2 separate regions of the Anas platyrhynchos genome follow, and region 1 is linked to region 2. A link is a contact called in public Hi-C data. All regions are on one chromosome and are shown on one strand. The core of a region is the stretch at or near the end of the contact, and the rest is flanking DNA. Distances in the headings are between cores, read along the strand shown. Region 1 holds the start of SIPA1L2 (signal induced proliferation associated 1 like 2). Region 2 overlaps PCNX2 (pecanex 2).

The links. A called contact is a pair of places that touch in the nucleus more often than the background predicts.
Region 1: a Hi-C map of subcutaneous adipose tissue shows a contact between it and region 2, with 4 times the contacts expected there. The contact joins the promoter of SIPA1L2 here to the enhancer-like site in region 2. A contact is called at or near these places in 4 of 8 Hi-C or Micro-C datasets (F1 follicle, F5 follicle, skeletal muscle and 1 more).

The regions. Positions count from the first base shown.
Region 1 is chr3:43,705,545-43,710,460 of IASCAAS_PekinDuck_T2T, forward strand. SIPA1L2 (signal induced proliferation associated 1 like 2) reads left to right here and starts at 2,978. Exons shown (of 22, transcript XM_038176234.2): 1 at 2,978-3,244.
Region 2 is chr3:43,427,426-43,432,687 of IASCAAS_PekinDuck_T2T, forward strand. All of the region lies in intron 5 of PCNX2 (pecanex 2), which reads left to right. Among named protein-coding and RNA genes, the nearest start is that of PCNX2, 33 kb to the left of the region's middle. Within about 2 kb of position 3,731, at least 1 of the 8 cell types and tissues checked has an H3K27ac peak or open chromatin away from gene starts, as enhancers often do. A contact at or near this core is called in subcutaneous adipose tissue, where this site is marked.

The DNA of each region.
Region 1 (4,916 bases), core at 1,728-4,227, 280 kb after region 2:
ACAGAAGCCTGCAGTCTGGGGATTTGCCTGCAGTGCCGACCTTAGCTCCAGCCTGCGGATGGCTCCGTGATTCACAGGGAGGGCGCGAAGCCAGCGGCTGCCTCCTGCTGCTGCCCACAGCTTTCCTCTGATGTGACCAGGGGGAGCCGAGGGTGCTCCAAAGGCCAGGCTTTACAGAGCACCTCACCCCATTCACTGCATCCGAAAATAACTGAGCCATGTCAGCGGAGAGATGTGAGAGTGAGATGACATCTTTAGGCATCGGTGAGATCTTGTGCTCAGCGCCTACTTGCTTCATCCAGATTCTAGGCTTGCGCCCAAGGCTGAGGAAACAAACCTGAACTTTCTTCAGCTTGCCTGTTCCTGAGTGCCTTGTGTCAGCAGAACATGCCTCATCATGTGGCTACCGGATGTTTTCTCCACCTCCTGCGCCACATGCAGGGATCCCACTCGGACCCACTTCCCCAGCAACGAGTGGAAAAGTCCACTTTTGGGTTTAGATTTGTCTTTACATCACTGGAAACAAACAGCCCGTAGGAGGTGTTGAAACAACTCCCTGTGTGTTAAAAGTGTCTGTGGACTGGCTTCAGTGTGGCTGAGCTGGGCAGGCATTGCCCCTATTTGAAATTAAATGTGAGGGGGTGAGGTGCAGACATTGCAGGAAAAGCTGGCACCCCTCTTAATCAGAGCTGAGGCCTGTGGGACATCTTCTGCCTTGCTTCTGTATGCTTTCTGGCCACTGGCTGAACTCTTACAATGCACCCTGGATCATACCACCAAGGGCTGGACTGCTCTGCTGTAAGCAACTTATCCCAAAGCAAGTGTCCTTTACTAGAAAGTTCAAGTAAAATACTTGCAACCTGGAAGAATTAGAAACTTAAAGGAGAATTGGTTGTCTTCTTTCTCTGTACCCTTTTCAGTTACATTTTAATATTTCTCAGTTTTCAGTTTGGGCAGGGGATTCCTCTTATCCTGTTTGCTTTCGTGCTCCAGAGGCTTGAACAGCCCTTTACTATTTCAAGAAGCTCCTGTTTACCTCCCTTCACCTGTGTTCTGCTTTCTGGCCCTTGTTCTTCTCTTGTTGACTCCCTGAGGGTACACAGATGGTAGCCTGGAAGCCAAAAGGAATGATACTGAGGGCGTGAGAGTGGGAGAGAAAAAAAAAAAAAAAAGGGAAAGAAAAAAGGAAAAAAAAGGGAAAGGAAAAGAAAGATGGGGAAAAAAAAAAGTGATTGCAGAAAGCCTTCAGACTCCTCTCACAGCAAAACCCTATTACATATCAGTGTGCTGGATCTTGTCAAGGTGCAGGTAATGTTTAATTTTGGGAATACAACCGAAACACATTTGGCTTGCTGGCTGTAATCGTTTCGGCCTGTGAAGTGAGGTAGCAACAGTACGGTAGCACGATTCCATCGCGAAGCGCGTTCTGCTAGCTGAGAAGTCTCTCCCTGTTCACATGCTGTGCCACAGTCAGCCTGATCTTCACTGGTGGGCGGCAGCCTCAGAGGCACCACATCGGCAGCATATGTAAGTGTTTCTCGTCTCCAAATTAAGCCCTGTGACATACTTCACCCTAGGTGCAGGAAGGAGTTAATCTCAGCGCTGCGGTCTGGTAGGGCTTGAGCAGCATTTGTTCATTTGGTAAGGAAATGCCGTGACTTACAGATAACTTCAGCCCGATGTTGTTTCAGCGTAGTGTTCTCTGGGACTGCAGTTGGAATATGCTTGGAGGAAGCCGATTTGCATCCAAAATGCTTTATAAAACGAGTCTTTAAAATAAAACCCAGTAAGTAGATGCAAATGTTGTTCTTAGCACACAAAACGCCACGGCTCTGCTACCTGCTCGCACAGCGCCGTACCCGCCTTCCTCAGCTCGCACAGGAACCGCAGCCAAGCTGAGAACGGAACAGTTCGGCCGCACTGACGAGCCAGGCTGCAGGAAATCAGCCACAGCCGAGGCAGGTCGGCCACTGAGCAGGCAGCACCCGCAAAAAGCAGCGAGCGGAGCAGGGGACACCTAGCGGCGGCTGGCAGCGCCCGCTGCAAGGGCAGCTCCTGAGGGGCAGCCTGCGCTCACTCACAGCTCCTCACCGTTCCCCTGGCGTTTTTTCCTTCTAGTTCTTAAATAAAGCGACCTTCCAGGAAGGATACCATCTATAACATCGTTATTTTTATTTATTTATTTATTTGTTTTCCTGAGGTTCCTCGCCAAGGCAATAACATTATCCCCCGTGGTCTTGCTCCTGTGCAGAAATAACCCGCTGCCCAGCTGGGCGAGCGGCTCGGCAGAGGACTGGCAGCGCTCAGACGTGTTATTTCGACCCCAAAAGTAACACTCCCTCAGGTATCCGAGCACTAAGCGGTGAGAGTCACGTCTGCCAGGGTTGTTATAATAAACTGTGATGGCTTAAAGTTTGTCCCGCCGACCAGCCCGCGTGAAGCTGTGCTTAGGTGTACGAGTGTGGATGTGAGGTGCGCGTTAGGGGATGGGTTAAGCACAATAACCCCAAATTCGGCCGGCCTCGGGCGTGCTGCACCTTGACTGTGCGCTTGGGCAGCCCCTGCCCGCTGAGCCCAGCGCAGGGCGGGCAGCGAGGAGAGGCTCCCAACCGCCGTGTGCGTGGCAGCGAGCCCCGGGATCGCAGACACGGCCTCCCGCAGGACTTTAATAGGGAAATTTAGGGAAATGTAGGGAAATGTAGGGAAATTCGAGCGCCCAGACCGGGCTCGGGTGCGCAGGGGCAGAGCTCGGAGCCGGCACCTCAGGCTCGGGGCTGGCCCCCCCCCCCACCTGCCGCCCGCTCCCTCACAGGGCAGGGCGAAGGCGGGGCGGGGCCCTGAGCGACAGCCCCGCTGACCAATGAGAAACCGGCTTTCCCTAGGGGCAGAGCCGGCGGAGCCAATGACGAGGAGGGGCGGGCTTGTGGGCGGGGAGGAGAGGGGGAGAGGCCCCGCCCCCGCCCTCCCCTCCCCGTCCGGCGGCTGGGGCGCACTCGGCAGCGAGCGGCGGGCAGAGCGCGAGCGGTGCCGGGGGGCGCGGGAGCAGCACCGGCAGCAGCAGCGGTTGCAGCGGTTGCAGCAGCGCGCGCGCGACCCCAACGGCTGCTCCCCCCTCCCGCCCCCCCGCCCGGCTCCGTTAACGGCTCCTCCCGCGGGAGGGGGCGGTGAAGGGGAGCCGGGCAGCGGAGCCCCGCGGGCCATGGGGGTCCCGCGGCCGCGGCAGGCGCAGGCAGGGCAGCGGCAGGTAAGGACGGGGCTCGGGGCTCGGGGCTGGGGCCGGGCCGGAGCGAGCAGCCCCGGGGGCTGCGGAGCCCTCCCGGGGGGGACCGGGGGCTCGGGACCGGGGGTCGCGGGCGGTCCCGGCGGCGCTGCCCCGAAGTTGGGTGCCCGCAGCTGGGGGCTGAGCCCCGGGGGGAGCTGGCGGAGCTCCGGGGGCCCGGCCCCTCGGCTGGGAGCGAGTTTTGGGGGTGCCGCCGCGGGGAGCGGGTGAAGTTGGGAGGGAGGCGCTGGCGTTGGTGCGCCCCGGCTCTTTTGTGTGCGCTCCCCGCTTCGGGAAGTTGACGCTAGATGGCTTGCTTCTCTCAGCTATCCGCCGGGGAAGGCGAGCGTGTCATCTGCTTCTGCAGCCCGCTGCTCCGGCGTTTGTCTCTGTTTTTTTTTTTTTCCCCTGCGTGTGAATAGGAAGCTGCCTTCCTGAGCGGTTCAGCGCTGGTTAGACGCGAGGAGAACTTAAAGTTTGCCTGCGAGCTGATCCAGCTCAGCCCTTTCATCAGTTCAGCTGCTTACAGGCATCGTTTTGTATACACACTACCAGTACCTAAAGGGAGCTTGCTGAGTTGCAGTATAGTTCTGAAAACCCCCAGGTTCCTTTAAAGGAAGGCAGTTGGATAGGAAAGGCTGAACATGTAAAGAAACAATACCATCGTCTCAGTTATTGCTTACTTTGTTGGACTTCATTTTAGAAAGATCCCTAATAGATAAACAATCTTACTGCACTTTTTTTTTTTTTCTTCTTTCTTTCTTTCCCCTAGATTTTGTGCCTAGCTATATTGGACTGAAATCTTTTGGAGTTGGGTTCAGGTACACATTGCATCACAGCCTGCTAGGTATCAGAAAGCCTGGGCCTGATGCTTTATTAGTTTATTTCTTCTGTCCTTCCAAAACTGCCCCTGTTGTCAGTGGAGTGCCAGATTTGCTCCTTGTTTGTTTCTTCGGTAGTAGCTCTGAAATACTCAAGTCTTAAACTTGATCTCTGAAATATCTTTTATTATTAATGCAAAAATGTTTAAATCATCAAGAGCTATGATGCATTACCATACAAAAGTTGATTTATAATTTATGTAGCATTCGTATAAAGCAAGATCACAGAGAGGTCTCTGAACGTGTTGTCTTGGTTTTGCATGCCCAGTGGGTTACCTTACCAGGTCACGCAGCACTTTAGGTATGACAAGGAGTAGTTGCTTGTAAGGATGCCAGGCTGTTTCACCAATCATATTGGATCAATTAAAGATGTCACTCATAGATGCCGAGGGTATAATGTGAAACCCAGAACTAAACAAAAGCTCAATCTTTCTCTAGCTGGTATTTGCTTACTGTGCAAATCAAGGAATTTTAAAGGTTTCTGTGCTGTCATCCTGAAAGAAAGATAATATGGTCTGTTCTGTAGACACGGACTGATATGTACTAATACTTAAGTACATTGTGAAATGCTTTTGGAAATGACAAGAGTCAAGGAACTAAGCGAGGCAGTGGTTAAACAGGCAAAAACACCCCTTCCTTTTCGTGATGACCTTTATGAGTGAACCAAGGCACTTCTTTCATCACTGTCAGCTTCATGTTGGATGTGGTAGTCGGGCATTGCCCCTAGGATTGCGTGCAGAGCAGCAGTTGTACCTGCAGGAGAGAGCAAGTATCAT
Region 2 (5,262 bases), core at 2,481-4,980:
TGCTTGTATTCTTGAGCCCATTTCCTTCTCTCCTGTATTAAGCTCCTGAAAAGAAAACAAACTCCCAAGCCCTGTGCAAGATGGTAACATCATATACCTGCATTGGTTTTGAAGTGATGGAGCTGTTTAGAGCAATCCAAATGTTTACTGACAGCAGTTCAACTTGTGATACAAGTGTTTGATTCGTTGAAATACTTAGATGGGTTGAAGTGTTGTCCTCTTGTTGAAGTTAATCACTTTGAGTCTGGCATTAGTCAGTAGCAGCCATAAATTGCATTAGGAGGCTGATGTGCTGTATGCATGTAATATAAACTAGAGTTTAAAACAAACATGCAATGCTGCAGAAATGGATATATGGCATGCAACTGAAAATATCTGAGAGATGGAGCAGAAAGAACTATTAGACCTGCCCAGCCCTAAGGGAAAAAAAAAAAAACAACACATCTTTATCTTAGCCGCAGTTTCCCCCTCCTGCCTGGATGACATCTGGGCAACATGAAATCTGTTGTGCATATATGAACTTAGCTTGCTATATACCTCAAAAAAAAAATAAATCATTGTCTGCTTTATTCATAATGTGTGTTTTGTCATTTACATAGATAATATTACACAATAATTTTATGTGTAATATAAATGTAACCCATATCATTGTAGTTGTTTTTTACATATGGTTCATCCATACCAGTATTCATATTGTACTTTGCATGTTCTGAGCAATCAGTCCATCTAAAATGGTGAAGCATTTACAGAAGCTCTGGCACTAAAACAAAGCTTCTCAGAAGCTCTATTATTTTTTGATTTTAAAATGCTTTCCAGTATAGGTAGAGAAATCCTTACAGGCAAAAATAAATAAATAAAAATCTGCTTGTTTCTTTGAGAATAGAGCATTTTTCAGCATTAGCTGGGCCAATAGATTAAAAAGAATAGCAGCAAAAAGGGGACTAGCAAGTACTAAAAAAAGTAATTCAAATTACCTGCCAGTATAGCTTTTATGTGACACAGAGTGCAGTGTTTCTGGCCCTGGGCAAAAGAGAGCTTCCAATCAACGAGTTAACTTAGTTGATTTGCAATCATATCCATGAATAAGCTGCTTGAGTGTATTATACTCTGTGAAAGCACCTATCTGAATGCCTTAGCAGTACTGTATGTCTCCTGTATAAATCCATTAATACTTCAGTATGTTCACCACTGGAAAATTCTCTAAACCTATGAGGAATAAGCATCATAGGAGAAAGTACACTATGATTATTTTTTAATCATTTTTTTTTACTGTTAACTTTTTAAAGTGCCATTTTAGAATGAGAAAATACTCTATGACTAAAACATCTTTGTATTTCTCAGTGATGTGACTGAAATTACCAAGACAAGCTCCTGCTCTGACAATAGGCTGCTGACTTAATATGAAGGACTCTTAAAGCTGCTTAGCAGGCTGTGAAGTTCTGCAACTGGGCACTTTTTAAAATGGCTTCAACAAATATTTTGTAGCTTCTTTTGGGATTCAGTGCTTTCAGATGAGCTGGTTGCTTTAAGTGTAAAATTGCTTGAATGTGTTATATATAAGTATAGGGTATGTGCGTGCACTGAAGACAGTGATGTTTGAATTCTGATAAAGCTAATGATTTTCTTAAAAAATACTCTTTGAAAACTCAGTAGCCTCTCCTTTTTCTGCTGGCTTGCTAGGTACAGGAGAGAACATTTGTGTTAGTGTGGCCACTTCAAATCTTTTCCTGGTTTTATTTTATTTTATTTTTTTTTCATCCCCCCTATCACTCTTTTAACACAGAGCAGGGAAGTGCTTTTGACAGAATGGGGAGGTGCTGCCACATGATGGCAGCAAAATCCTGCTCAGGAATGGGAGCTTCAGTAGTCTTGTAGTTTCTGGGGCCTGTGTCTACCCCAACTTTCAGATTGAGAGCTCAAGAGGATCTTCTAAAAGACTGGAGATAATGGTGCAGTGGGTGCTTGCTAATGCATTAATTCCAGTAAAGTTGCTTCTTCTCATCCTCTAGTTTAACTAGTCTGTGCTGTTTGTGTTGTCAGTAATAGGCTTACAAATTACTGATTTACCTCCTTGATACAAAAATTTAAAAAATAAAATCTGAAAAGAGAGAAACAAGGGTGAACCAAGCAGTAGTGTCTCACTTAATGAATATGATGTGCGCTGCTGCTCCTCTTGTAGTACTTTACAAGACTTTAACAGTGGCCTTATATCATTTTCTGTCTGTTATGTCAGTAAATTAGTGCATCCAGCTTTCCCATTCTGTAAACTTGTGTACTGTATCTTATTACTGTTAGGGGTGGTATTGTTGTTAACTAAACAAATAATAAAAACCACTCCTGAAGTCCTGTTGGATGAGTAACAAAATGTCAACAAGATTTAAGAGAGACTTAATGTTTAGCTTGTACTCCCCTCAGCTGTAATCACTAAGGGAAGTTAAAGTATGCATTCTGAATTAACGTTATTCTCTTTGAAACTGCTAATTTCTTTCCAAAATAAGTGAAGATTGCTGCTGCTTATTCAGTTTTTCCCTATTTGCTATGATTGGGCTTCTCACACAATCATCCAGTCTTAATGCTGCTCTTGCTTTTGCATATTTCAACTTGCTTATATAGTTTATGTTGCCTTTTAGTTTTTAAGTTGTCTTTATGTCATAGGACAGTTGGCAGCTGTAAATCACGGGCTGCTGGAAGAGGCAATTCCCCCACCCAGTGGATTTGGCCTCAGTGCTGGGTTATGCAATAGTCTGGCCAGGTTAGTGCTGGCGGTTCTGCGGTGGAGGCCAGGCGAGTGGACTTGTAGCAAGAGGTCTGGGTGGTGAGGTGTACAGACGATGAGGACATAAAATGGTGAGGAAGGCATTTTAGGTGAGAAGGAGCAAAGCTGCTGAGGTGACGGTAGGAAGACGTCAGCAATGGGATCAAGTAGTGGAGGTGCTGTCAGGGAGCTGTGAGCTGCTATCGATCCGGGACTTCAAATCTCATTTCAGACAGCTGCATTTGTGCTTTCACGTCATTGTGACGGTATCAGTTGGAGGTATTTTGAACGCACCTCAGATGAATACCTTGGAGGTGATTGTTGTGCTGAAAGGGAGCTTCCCACCTCTGGACTTCGCCCTGGTTCACAGCTATTGCTGCTTGGACTTAAGAGTGGCGTTTTAGTGGTTATTACAAATGGCTTCAACTGTATTATTATAGCTGTAGATATTTATGTGGCATGCTGTTACACTTAGTAGGGACCTAGACAGCTTCCTGAAGCAGTTTGATGGGATCTTGATGTTTTTGTATGCAGGAGTTCGGCTGTTTGCTATTGCAACTGTTGTGACACTGGTTACAGGGTTGCCTGTCCTAATTTAACTTTGTCCTATATCGAGGTTAAAATGAAAGTTAGCCAAGCCCTGCAAAACATCTTTATTAAGCAGGGAATCCTTTGTAATTGTGTAACGTGTCTTTGTAATGAGCTTACCTTGAGAGGTGTTCAGACTCGAGGTTAGCTAATCCTTAACGAAGGGGATGACTCAGGCTGGGTTATATTTGAATAGCTTGAGCTAAATTGACAACAGTATAAGGCACACGTATGTCCTGTCAAACAGTGACCCAAAAGGGAGAAGGAAGATTTTTCCAGTGCTGTGTAGTGATAGTAAAACACTTCCACTGTTGTACCGTTGCTCAACTAGCTTATGTTTATTGTGTTCTTACAAAACTGAATTGTGAGCCAGGAAAAAATTCCTGGCTTTATGACCATTTATCAGTAGAGGGTGCTATGTATCTTCTGCATTGGATCTGCATGGGTTGTATGTTTACCAAAGATATTTTTAGTTATTAATTTATTATTCAAAATTTGGTTCAATTATACCTTTGCTTACATTAGCAGTATGGTTTACCATAGTAGATCTTGATAACGTTAATTTGATTCTGCAAACGAACAGATTTTCTGTTTAGTAAGGTTCCATGTTATACTGACATCAGCTTTGTTACAGTGATTTTATGATTAGAGAGTGCCCCTATTCAAGTATGGTAATAAATCTATGGAATCTACTTTACAGGCTTACAAAAACACAAATACCACCATCACATTTCTTTCTGGTATTTGCTTTCAGTGTGATAATGTCATCAGATGAAATATGACATTTAAGTAGCTGTGTAAGCATCGGGGAGTTAGCAGGTGAATGTGAGGAGGAGGTTGTGTGGAAAATAAGAATAAAGAATAAAAAAACTAGCAAACAGGAGTTAAGGGGAACAGAAAATGAGGGAAGAGTAAGAAAAGATACAGAGATACGAGGCTGATTAAATAAAAGGCATAGGAAGGAGACAAATGCCAGAAGACAACTCCCAGTTTTGAAATTATTGCTTTGGTGGCTCTGTCTTTCCATCCCCAGTGCCCTGATTGCCTTGTCAGGCATCTAAAGTTTCAGCTTTTTCCCACAGTTAGTGTCCCAGCTGCTTATAGCTCTTCTGCCAATTGCTGGTAGGTGGAGCTGTGAATTTTGCTGCTGAAAGCAAACAAAACAGACTGTGGGCTCTCCTGGCTTTTCAGTTATCTTCGAGTCTGGTGGGAGAGAATTTGATCTCCAAGATTATTCTTGGAAGAAGTCTTACGAGTAAAATGATTTTGATTTCTGAGAACTAGTAGAGGATAGTACCAGGGGAATATCTTGGCGTATCCATCCATCACTCTGCCAGTTCCATTCTTGGTAAACATGGAATAGAAGACATGGGCCAATTAAAAAAAATGCTCTTGACTTTTATTTGGCTTTTGTAGAAAGATAACTAACAATGCAGTAACTTATTGAAGATAACCCTTCTCTTAAGAAGATATAAGGAGACACTATTCCCTTGCTGTGTTTAAGTCACATTTTTGGCAGGGATTCCTGAAGCAGTGTTCCTGAACGCCCTGAGCTACGTTTGCCTTTTTCCTGCTGTGAACAGGGAACCCCAGGATTGTGCTCACAATGGCAAGGAACAGGACGGCTCATCTTAGGGAAACAAGGCAATCAAACTGGACAAGGTCACCCTTCAGTAGGGCACTTCCAAAATATGGAAAAGGCTTCATTCATTAGCTGTTTTGAGAAACTTTTTTCCTGGGAAGTGTGCCTTTAGGCTTGCTCGCCTCTTTGCCTCCCCGAATCTGTCGGTTGAGACCAAGGCTCTTGGGTCAGTTTGCATCACTTCTGTACGGTTTCATTATTGTCTGTTGGCAAGGTGCTGTACAGAACCCATAAAGGAGATGCATTCTTATGGAGGGCTGGGCCATCAGCTGGGTCG